3 separate regions of the Gossypium hirsutum genome follow, and regions 2 and 3 are each linked to region 1. The links are chromatin contacts, called in public Hi-C maps. All regions are on one chromosome and are shown on one strand. Each heading gives the region's core, a stretch centred on a gene start, on an enhancer-like site or on the middle of the called end of the contact. The rest is flanking DNA. Distances are from core to core; before and after follow the strand shown.

The links. A called contact is a pair of places that touch in the nucleus more often than the background predicts.
Region 2: a Hi-C map of leaf shows a contact between it and region 1, with 1.7 times the contacts expected there. The contact joins the promoter of LOC107910170 here to the promoter of LOC107910167 in region 1. A contact is called at or near these places in 4 of 34 Hi-C or Micro-C datasets (callus and leaf).
Region 3: a Hi-C map of leaf shows a contact between it and region 1, with 2.3 times the contacts expected there. The contact joins the promoter of LOC107910188 here to the promoter of LOC107910167 in region 1. A contact is called at or near these places in 4 of 34 Hi-C or Micro-C datasets (callus, hypocotyl and leaf).

Annotation. Positions count from the first base shown.
Region 1 is chrD02:21,167,514-21,171,599 of Gossypium_hirsutum_v2.1, reverse strand. LOC107910167 reads left to right here and starts at 1,915. Exons shown (of 4, transcript XM_016837945.2): 1 at 1,915-2,056; 2 at 2,644-2,739; 3 at 3,158-3,230; 4 at 4,026-4,086. The coding sequence starts at 2,655. The coding sequence ends at 4,038. It overlaps LOC107910166 (COP9 signalosome complex subunit 4), which reads right to left and starts at 1,773. Exons shown (of 14, transcript XM_016837942.2): 1 at 1,518-1,773; 2 at 1,289-1,440; 3 at 822-925; 4 at 658-718; 5 at 414-506; 6 at 217-317. The coding sequence starts at 1,647.
Region 2 is chrD02:20,999,263-21,003,153 of Gossypium_hirsutum_v2.1, reverse strand. LOC107910170 reads left to right here and starts at 1,667. Exons shown (of 6, transcript XM_016837947.2): 1 at 1,667-2,335; 2 at 3,604-3,730. The coding sequence starts at 2,132.
Region 3 is chrD02:21,340,281-21,344,445 of Gossypium_hirsutum_v2.1, reverse strand. It overlaps LOC107910188 (7-methyl-GTP pyrophosphatase), which reads right to left and starts at 1,957. Exons shown (of 9, transcript XM_016837963.2): 1 at 1,656-1,957; 2 at 1,408-1,479; 3 at 1,260-1,334; 4 at 643-723; 5 at 2-71. The coding sequence starts at 1,682.

The DNA.
Region 1 (4,086 bases), core at 666-3,165:
ATCATAAGCCCTCAGACATATCATGATAGTAATAAAAAGGGGGAATCAGATACAAGCAAATTGATAGCTGTACAAGGTATGCAAAACACAATGTTTATCAATGCAAACACTATGTATAGAGTGATGCAGAACAAGATCAATTAGCTTTTGTATATGTCAGCTAATAAAAGCTTTAAGCAAAACATTTACATAAACAAATATAGCGTAATTACATACTCGTCTCCTATTTGTCGCTTCTCAATTTGAGATATGTCATAGTATCGCAATGCTGCTTCCAAGAACTTCCTCTTTAAATCCAAAATCCTTGCATAACATACCTGAAAACAAGAGGAAAAGAAAAAAGAAATTAAACGAAAGAATGACAGGAATTGCAGCCCTAAATTACAGTTATTGACCTAAAAACTGTGCCAAACCTTGTATTGTAAAATCAAAACTTCATGCTGACTGTTGCTAACCAAGAATGAAGCTTTATTAATAAAAGCTTCTGCATTAACAGAATCATCATCCTGTAAAATATTCAAGCAATGGTTTCAGGTCACCTTTCAATATTGGTTTTACATGCAAGAAATAGAATAAGTAACTGAATTACTCCTTGAAATTCTAAGGCATCCAAACTTGCCTATGTAATGCTAGCATTCAGTCAAAAAATTGAAATACCTCAAGATAGAGACGGGCAATTTGGACACATTTTGACAATCTGAATGTATCATCAATAACCCTGATAGTCATATCACAAAACAGATAAGCTCACCAATAGGAACACAGAAGAAAATATTCAACAACCTTCATCACAAAAACTAAAGAGAATCTTACTCTCAGACCTCATTCCAGAGTCCAAATCAATCCCACTTAGCATCTGCGCTGCTTTTGACCACTGCTGCTCCGACTCATACAACTCAGCAAGTTTCTCTCGGATAATCAGTACCTATATAACTCATACAGAGTAAGCAGCTTTATTTAAACAATCATCCATATTCCATAAGTCCATTAGTACCTCATCCAAAGAAAATCAAAACGCCAAACTTGAAAAAAGGGAAGGGGAGGAAAAAACAACCCTATTCTTTGTTTTGCATACAAACTTCGACCAAAGTTTAAGTCACGCCGCGAGAAAAACTTAACTAAAAGAACAGTAACAAATTTAAGAAGAATAATTAATGAAATCGTGATATTTCAATCAAATTCTTTCGACGACAGAAAAAAGTTCACAATGTGGTATTTTAAAATAATAAAAAAAACCAAATTCTCAAGTAACTTTCACTAAAGAGCTAGCTGTCAAATTAAAAGCAACCTGTTCTTCAAATGAAACGACACGAGGCTGAATTTGAGCAAGGGTATAATGAGCAATTTCCTTTTGTGCCTCAGGCTCCAACCTTCCTAATTCTTGAGCGAAAGTTTGTAAAAGCTGCCTTGATACCACCAGTGGAACATCGTCCGATAACACTAAAAAGAATAAAATAAAATAATTAAACCTAAAAAACCTTAGATAACTTTAAATCAAGCAAAGGTAAAGCAATTACTATGATCGATGAATTTCTTGGCTTGAACGATGTCGTTGGATGAGAAAACAGTTGATAGAATGTGTTTGTATTGCTCGATTTTCTGCCTCTGGTCTATAATTTCCGATGCGTTTGCTAATGCACTCTCCATTTGCTTTCGATCTCTGCTTCAAAAGTTTTCGAAACCCTAATTTCTTTTTCCAGAGAGAGAAGAAATGAGAGATTTTAACGAAATCGAAGGTTTACTGTTTATGGTGGTTTATTTTTTGCTTTCTAATTTCTGCTACTGAATCAAAGCAGGGAGTTTACGATACGGACCACTCTTTGGTTGCAATCAAAAAGAGCGAATTAAAAACTGACACGTGGTAAATTAAATGGCATTTCTGTCATTTAATCGTTAAAGAAAAGTAAATGCTGTCTTCTTTGACCGCAAGACCCAAAGGCTAAAAACTCTTCTTTTTCTCTCTGTGAATTAGCAAATCCCAAAGGAGCTCTGTACTCTCGATCCGATCACGGGAACCGTAATTTTCGTGACCGTCCGCGGCGTATTCATTGGTTAGGTAAGCTTTTGATTCATTTCTCCTCAAGATTTTGTTTTTCTTTTTCGCTAAGTTGTTCGAGAAATCTGAAGCTATTTCTTAATGAAATTAGCGTAGAATTCCTTCAATCCTTGCATTTAAATTTATATTTTTATTTGATCCAAAGACATAATCTCCTCATCCGTGGATACAACTCAAGTATGGTTCAATTTTCAGTTTTCCTGCTCTTGATTTTAATTTGTTGTGGTTTGGCATTATTCCACTTCGTTTCCTTGAAAAAAATGCTTTTCTTTCTTGTTTGTTTTATGGCGCAAGTAAAGTAAATAATATAAAAGAAAGATTTGGATATTAGACTATCGAGTTTCCTCATATCTTTATGATAATCATGTATGAATATGTGGTTCATGGCCGTTGTATTGAGGAAAAAGAAGTTGCAGCTGACCGAAATTGAATTCTAAGTTACGATGATTTTAGCAACGTATATAGCACATTTTATAACTATAATGTCATTTTCAAAGAATTTGTATTATTTTATTTTATTGGATTATTTTGATCATCGTTTGTGTCTGCAATGATTTTTCCAGGCATCTATTTGTATTTGTTTTTAGGGGTTAGAGATATGAATTGGGTCCAACGCAAGATCTATCTCTACAATGTCACATTTGGACTCTACATGTTGGATTGGTGGGAGCGTTACCTTTTCAGTATCCTTTTTTACTTACTTTTTGTTTGATGATGCCTAATCTGTTTAAGTTCTCATTTAGAATTTTCAGGGTTTGAACACTGTAGTGCTGTTAATATTTTGTTTCGATGACTTTTATCAGTTGTCTTCTTTTGCCTAACAAAATGATGAAAATGGAAAATGGTCATTTTGTGGAAGCCTATCCAATGGCAAAATTATGCTAATTTAGTTTATAAGGAGTTGTTTTCTATTTTCTGGTATTATCTGATTTACTGTGTCATCGATTTTAGTATTTGGTTGGTTGGTTGTCTTATTTTATAATGTTTGATTTAGGAATTTTAAAATAGTCAAAGGATCCTATTGGCATCTTTGTCACCACACCAGTTTTTAAGTCCAAGTATCACTATAATTCCCAATTGTTAGTTCCTAAACCATGGAAGACACACTGGTTATTGTGTTGATGTGGTTCATCTTTTACAACAGCTCGCGATATGTAACGGAGTTTTACAAGAGGTAGATCCTTACTTTGTCCTCTGGTTCCATTTCACTGAAATAATTTTGGTTGGATAGACACAAACTTTCTTGTTTAGGACTTGGTTTATCATCCTAATATAGTTAAATATTGATCCTTTTGTGCCTTTGGCTGTCACTGAAATGTGGGTTTTTTTTATTTTTTTGAACATACTGAAATGTGGATTTAAGTTCTTTCTAGGTTTGGGAATTTGGTTCTTGTTTGGATTGTCCTGGCAAATATGACTAAATTTCGTTTTGTTTTAGTCTTGCTATTCTAGAAATCATTTATAAACAAAAGAAGGAAATGGGGGATAAAAAAAGAGTGGTTTTATAAACTTGTTTCATATTGTTGAAGCTGATTGATATGACCTGAAAAATTAGAATTACAAAATCAAGATTGTTGATAAATAATGAGATGTCACCAAATTTTGTGTTCTTGACTCCCTATCTAAAAGATTTTATATGTTGCATCCTTGCTGATTGCCTTAAATGATTGCAAATGATGTTTTGAAACATACTTTAGGTTGCATACTGCATCTTGCAAATTTGATGATTAATTTTTAAGATTGTGATGCTGAGGAAGGTCGGATTTGTGTTTCCAATGTTGTTAATATGGGCTAGCCAAAACTAAACCGTTCTTTTTAATTGGTCCTTGTTGAAAATAAATAAATGACACTTATGCATTTCCCTGATGGCCAGTGCGGCTGTTAATTTTAATGGTTGTTTGGCTTCAACTTGGACCATTGTAGTGGATCCGCTCTTGCGTAATAATTATTTCTTTTCTCTAAATTTCAGGCATCTATCCTAGGGTTGGGAGGTGGCAATGGTGATGGAAGTGTGAAATACTTTTGAATTA
Region 2 (3,891 bases), core at 418-2,917, 170 kb after region 1:
ATTATTATTAGTATAGATCACTAAAACCTTTCTTTTTATCTCATCGTAATATAATTCATTTAAAGTACTAATTAGATCTATTTATGCTTAGGTTAGAATTAATTTAGTGCCCGTCTCCCTTGTGTACAATCCTTGGAGTACTCATCTACTCCGTTGTAACTATATTAAAACCTGACCCGTATACTTATGAATACTGCCTTTTCATATATTTTGTGTAAGATTTCTACTTTGGACGTTGGTATGTCCGAAGGCGGTTAATGACTCCAACTGAATTGAAAGAATTGAAATCTCAACTCAAAGAACTTTTAGATTGGGGATTTATTCAACTGACTGTGTTACGTTGGGGGGCTCTAGTGTTGTTTGTGAAAAAGAAAGCCTTGAGATTGTGTATCGACTATCGACATTTGAATAAAGTCGCCATAAAGAACAAGCATCCGCTACCCCGAATTGACGATTTGTTTGATCAACTGAAGGGAGCAACCTTATTTTCTAAGATTGATCTTTGGTCGAAATATTATTAAGAAAGGACGAGGTCCCAAGCATTGATTTAGTATCCAAGTTCCAGTTACATCATACACAACTGTGTAAGTGGAAGTTTTTGCCTAAATCATTTACAATTCTTTATTTGTCTCTGCATTATAATGATTTGATTTTAGTTTATAGTTTCCCAAACATTTATTTATACTTGTAATTATATTCTATTATGCCATAAAAGACATTTCGCAGACCTTGAACAATTGGTAAAGGTAGAGGCCTTAGGTTTTGAATACCCAAATTCGAGGCCTATAATGTGTAATTATATGCATGGGTTTCCGCGTCCCATCCTGTGAAGTTGCCATGTGTAGATTTTAGTTCAACTCATTGGCTTTAGTTTGGATTGTATCAGTTCTTAGTTCGTTTGTACTATTTGTGACAACTTAGACAATTTATTTGTGCTATAATAATTTGATATTTGTGATTACTCGGACATGTATTTATATTGTATTTTTGGTACATCTATACTATATTTAAGCATTATGCTAAATTGGTGTTACCTTAATTGGGTCACCAACTTAGTTATGAAATTACATAAATACTCCTTTTAAATTATAATTAATATTATTATGATGACATTTTTTCTTCTCATATTTTGGTACCATCTTTAAATAAAAAAATTAAAGATGAAAAATTTAAAGATTAAACATGTGTACAATAATATTAAAATACAAATTTATTATTGCTCCACCTATATTTATTTAATATATAATATTTTTAAAAGAAACTTTTGAAGAAAATGACTTTAATATACTTTTTTTTCTATCGCATGTGACAAAATTTAATATTTATGTTATATACTTTAATTGTACTATTCTTGTAATACTTAAAAAAATTTTAAAAACACTACAAAATTTATTTTTCCAATAGCATGAAAAGAAAAGAGAAATATATTAAAATAATTTTAGTAACGTTCAATAAACAATAATTTTAGAAGAAAATTTTGTACTATTATCATGTGTTTCCCATGACCAAAAGTATTTTCAAAAGTTTTTCTTAATTATTTCCTTCTTCCACGAGACACCTTAAAATTCGACATAGATTAGAAATTTGATGGAAGGGCAATGAGGTCATTTTCCCATATCCACGTACTCCATTTTACTGCAAGTCAAACGGTCAACCCCCACAGAATAAAACCGCTCCTTGAAGAAAAAACCGCTAGTGGCATTTTAGAAAATTTTCTCTACCTCACTGTAACGCATGATTGATGAGAAAACTATAACATCCTTGCGTGGCATTCCTTAATTGGTCCATTTCGGTTTGTCGGGATTCCTAGCGACACCAACCAATAAACAAAAACCAGTAACTCGTCTTTCTCTCACTAGAAAATGCTCTGATTTTTTGTTTTCTTTCTCTCTCTGAATTGTGTTCTCTCTCTCTCTCTCTCTCTCTCTCTCTCTCTCTCTTTCTTCTCCACAAAAATCCCATATTTTTTCTTAATTTCTCTCTCTTTTGCTTACGATAATAGCATATACGTATTCACCAATGCATGATCTTCCGATCCAATGTAATTTTGATCCTTAGCTTTGAATTTTTTACCGAGTTTGACCCACCTGATTGACTCACTGAGTTGGGGCTTCTTTTTGTTGGAGAAACTATGTTGGAGGCAATGGAGAGTTCTGTCAATGGCGGGGGTTTCTCGCAGTTTCAGAGCTGCGGAGACAGTAGTGAAGAAGAGCTCTCGGTTCTGCCACGTCATACTAAGGTGGTTGTCACCGGGAATAACCGTACTAAATCTGTGCTCGTTGGTCTTCAAGGCGTGGTCAAGAAGGCTGTTGGACTTGGCGGGTGGCATTGGCTGGTAATTCTTTGGGTTTTTTTTTTCAGTTTTGGTGGAAAATTGGTTCTGCTGTGTGATCTGGAAATTGGTTCGTCTTGATTTTTTTTTCTTTATAATGTTATTTTTTTTTCAAGATTAAGTAAATTTAAATTTGAAATTTTAAGGTAATGTGGATTCAATTCGAAGTTTTTATTTTTATGATTAAATGTTTGCTAGTAAAGCTTTTGGTTCACTACATGAATTCATATCTTTTTGGGTGATTTTGCATTAAATAATCTCTCTAAAACAATTAAATGTCCTGTGTTATAAGTTTTTTTTTGAATAAAACTGCAAATTTAAAAAAAAAATCTTCTCTATATTTGCTTGAATTTGATCGGTATCATTATATCAAATAAAAACAATGACATTTTACCTCTCACAAAATACAAATTTGAGGTTTTGGATGTGGGTTTTGATTGCATGTAAGTGTTCGTCCCTGGATCTGGAATTTTTAATTGTTTTACCTAATGTATGATGCTATTCGGGATTGTTACAATGGATTTTGATTTTTCTGGATTTTAGTCAATTTTTTTAATGTTTGCAATCTACTCTAAATCGTTGCTAATCGTTTCCATTTCTTTCCTGTTGAAATTTGTTAAGAAATTTATCATTATGCATGATTGGGCCATTCTTTTGATATTGTTGGAATTGATTTTATAACATTTCTCAATAATAATAAAAACCCCATATTTTATTTACTGGGTTTTGATGTTGTTTCTGCTGGGATATCGATCTCTCCATACTTCTTTTTTTGATGTTCATCAGCCATTCAGAACTTGCAATCATTTCCACACTTGACTTTGCTTTCTTGGTTTTTGAGAAAATCCCACTTATTATTATTATTGTTCATTGTTTTTCCCATTATTTGTAACTTCCATTTGTGGATCACATGATTTAATATGCTATTAATTCATTGTTTTCTGAAAATGATTATATTTTGATTCAATTGAGATGCTTCCACTTTTGATAAATTTCAAATGTGCTGGATTTTGTTTCCCAGTAATTTGCTCCTCTTTTATTATTACTGCCGAATTTTTTTATTTTTTGACAAATTCATAGATTTCTCCTTGAGTTTATGTGTTGTCGACACAAAAAGGGGAAAAAAAAACTATGGATTAGCTGGTGGATGGAAAGACAATTGAACAATGCTGATTCTAGCTGATTGTGTTGCATATTTTAGTTAAGAGTAGGCATTTCTTTACTTTGTAGCTGATAGTGATATTTGTTTTTCTAATTAATAAAAACCACAGGTTCTTACCAATGGCATAGAAGTAAAGCTACAGAGAAATGCACTTAGCGTGATTGAAGCTCCTACCGGTAATGAAGAAGATGACGATCTTGAATTCGAAAACATGCAGTGGAATGGATCAGACATGGGTGAGTTCCTATGTGTTCTTATGTGTTCTGTCTTGGAGGGGCAGGGGAGTGCTATGCCCATCATCCTAATAATTATACTTAATTGGTGATTAACCATTTTGGGCTATGATTTTGGATAATTTGTTTAGTGGAGCTTGGAACATTGGATCCTCTGTGTCTTC
Region 3 (4,165 bases), core at 708-3,207, 170 kb before region 1:
CCTTTTATAAATTGATGTGCTTCTTCCTCATTGGCCGGTTTTTCCCTTATAACACCTTCATAGACCACCACCTCCGGAACATTTAACAATAACAGTGAGATATCAAAGTAAAAATGTTTCTTACAGCATGAAAATATTATTAAATGTGCCTACGCTTACAAGCATGGATTATCACCAATTTCCATCTATGAGATGATACATCGTACAAATGCATTTAGGCAAAAAAACAAACGTTTGCAAGATAAGCCTACACGATAGTGGTGCATATCTTACCACACTTCTAGCATGAGGAAATGGTAAATCTGACTATTTGTGAGACATTAGCCTCTTATAAGTATCGAAAAATTACAGTCAAAAGACTTCTCATTAATCATGAAAAGGAACAAATCCATTGCAACATCTATTTAAGGAAGCATTAAATTATAAGAACCTGTTAAAAAAGTTTAAGATAGAAACTTATTTACCTATATATGGTTTAAAAATGAAATTTCCTCCAAAGAGCCAAATAACATTTATAACAGAAATAAAATAGATTTTCGCGATCAAAGAAGCATTATTCAAAATTTTGACACATGCAACAAAGACTACAACATAATTAAACATTTCAGAAACTCTAAAGCATGTCCAAGAATAGATATTTACTTGATCAGAAGTAATTAGTAATGTTGGCTCAGCTTCCTTTACATAATCACTGACAGGAAGCCTCTGTAAGATTGCGTCTGCCTGAAAAAATTCATTCCAGATAAGCCGAAGCAACAGAATATACGAACACAATACCATGCAGCAGGCAACAGAAGCAGTGGCAACAATGAATAAGAAAGATTATCCATGTAAATTTAATGATCTGAAAGGGAATGTACAAAGGCTACAGTTTGAATGTATGCTGTCGCAAACTTGACCGGTCTCAGTCCCTTAATTATTTTGAAATACATCTAACACGGATCAAAACCAGAATTTCACCAAGAGAAATATGATTCAAACTAAGCATCCTATTACACTTAAGTTGCAATAACAACATGATACTGGAGCCCTAAATAGCACTTTGCAGTTTTATTACTGTGGAATTGATAAAAGAAACTCGAAAATTTCCCTCCAATTTACAATAAAACACCCAGAAGCACAATAAAGAAGAAGAAAAGATGAAACACTGCTCACAGCAAGCAAATAAATACATCGATTCTAGGCTCTAAAATTTTTCAGTCAATCAAAACAATCATTCCAAATGAACACAGCAAGATTAAGTAAAAGAAGAGGAAAACCTTTGCTTCAGCAAGGGCCATGACCAACTCCTCTGGCTTCTCCTTTCTGATACCTTTCTCGTCAATGTCTGCACTCTGCAAAAATAACAAAAAGTGAAACTTCTTTTTCCCCTAATATATTAAAATTTCCAAAAGAAATGAAAATTACCATGAGTGTGAATTCATATCCCATTTCAGTTAATATTTTACGACGAGGTAAGGAAGATGACCCCAATATTATCTGCAGTGAAACAACTATCAAACAGTTAAACTGTCAACAGCGTTTTTGGAAAGCTAATATTCGGGGGTTTTCCTTTTATTTTTATTTTCATTTTTAAATTGTTGATATAAATTTGTTTTTAAGACAAGCAAATAGAAACAAAGATGCTGTCAAGTAAGTGACTAGTTTTGGCGTACCTTGAACTGAGAAGTTTTGTCTTCCATTTTTGTCTCTGCAAAAAGCGGAGCTCTACTGATCAGCGAGTATTTAGGGAGCAACAGTGAGTTAACGAAGAAAAGAGACCGAGTCTGAGATGGTGCGGACCGAAATAGGACCCTGGTGCCAAGCCCTATGGACCGCTAAGCCCGCCAATGCTCCATAAAATTTGTTCTAACGTGAAAGCCCAAGCCTAGAATTGTCAATACTCGTGAATTGACTGTAAAAATTGATTTTGCCATGATTTGTAAATGTATTCTTTGTTTATTTTTTGGGTGTAATCTGTCTTCAGTTACTGTTTGTCAACAATTTAAATTTTTCTTCAAATTTAATTCATTATTTTATTTTTGTTGGTTGTCATCTTTTAAAATAGAAATAAATATTAAAATTACTCATAAATTTAGCTCTAATGCTATTACAATAATTTTGATTTTATGCAGTTGTATTTATAAATCTTTTTTATTTAAGTTTCACAAATTACTTACATTGTTATTGATGTAACATCATTTTATATTTACATGCACTATCCAACAAAGATTATATTTATCTAATATGAAAACAAATTGATGCATTTAGCTTTTTAACTATATACAATTGAATTAAATTTAAAGTTTCATGTATACGATTGAACCAAAATCAAAAGTTAATGTATATAATTTTCGTCAAATCAAAATCCATGTATTACATTGCATCTACACAATTTATAAAGTTTTTTACTGAGTTGGTATGACCCATCAACCGAGCCTCAAACTCAATTAAGAAATTACCAAAAAAACCATTTTATTTGCAAAGTAAATTATGAACGATCCGGTTTTAGCCGGTGTCAAAAAATGTAGTTTTCGAAGTCGAATTTCGTAAATCGAAATAGTGAGAATATTAATCGAAGAATTTATGCATTAAGAATGAATCCATAATATGGATTTAATAAGTATTTAAATCAAGTAAGTCGTTAATTATAGTACATGGATTAAATTGTAAAAGTGTAATCATTAGTGAGAATCGATTTAGGAAATGCAAGAGGTCTTATGTAGCAATTTAATCAAGGTCTTAAATGTAATATGACCATTTTGAAAGTGTGATTAGTGGCTAAGTTTCATCTTTGCCATCAATCTCCACTAAGTGGGATGAGCATGAATCATGGCCATTCATAGATGATTAATTAAGTTTAATTAAGATTAATTAGGATTTTAATGACTTATATATATACCATCACTACAACAAAATAGGTTTTTAGCAGTACTTTTGGTGGCGTTTGGACAAAAAAACGCTGCTATATATTGGGAATTAGCGGCGATAGTCGAAAAATGCCGCAATATGTCGTGCATTAGCGGCGCTTGTTGAAAAACGCCACTATAGGTCGAGCGTTAGCGGCGCTCTTTGAAAAACGCCGCTAAAATTTAAGCATAATGCCGTCGTTTTATGTTGAGCTTTAGTGGAATTAGCGGCGCTTGTTGAAAAACGCCGCTATAGGTCGAGCATTAGTGGCGCTCTTTGAAACACGCCGCAAAAAATTAAGCACAACGCCGTTTTATGTTGAGCTTTAGTGGCATTAGCGGCGCTTTTTTGAAAAATGTCGCTATATGTCGAGCATTAGCGACGCTTTTGAAAAACGCCGCAAAAAAAATTAAAAACATCTGTTTTAACTGGTTTATTTATATTAATTAAAATATAATTTATTTTTAATTGAATATTTAAATTCTTCAGTAAAAAATAATGACATGTAGAAAAAATTTAAAAGTAAAAACATAGAAAAATATTTGTTAAAAATGAAAAAAAATTAAGAGACTATTATTTAAAATAATTTTAAAGTTTTTTGAGTACACGACTGGTTTTAATTTATATATTAAATAATTTTTTATATAATTATAAAAGAGATAGTATTAATTTTAAAATATTGAATTAATTATTATTATAGTTTAGAGTTTATGGTTTAGGGTATATGGTTTAGGTTTTAAGGTTTAAGATTTAGGGATTATGGTTTATGGTTTAAGGTTTAGGAGTTACTATTTTAAGGTTTACGGATTATGGGTTTAGAGTTTAAGGGTTAGGGTTTAAGGTTTAAGGTTTAGGGTTTAAGGGCTTAGGGTTTAAGGTTTAGGGGATAGGGGTTAGGGGTTTAAGGTTTAGATTAATTAGTGTTTCTTAATCAAGCCTTTTTCACCATTACTTGTAGGGTTCTTAGAATGCCATATGTTCGTGCTCGTGTTTGAAACAAGTTTCAGACACGAATACTTGAAGTAAAATCAAGAGTCAAAGGAATAGAATTATCCTTTCTATTAACCAATCATGTACTTCTTTCGTGTTGTTTTGATCCTTCTAATTTGTTCGATTCTATCATAACATCAAAAGCTTAATTTGTCTTCTTTAATACAAAAAACTACGTATTCTTCATTAGGAAGACATATCCAGCTCGAGTTTTCATATTATTTAAAATTATTTTCATACACAATTATAAAGTTTTACAAATTAAATATATAGTGTGGAACAAAAA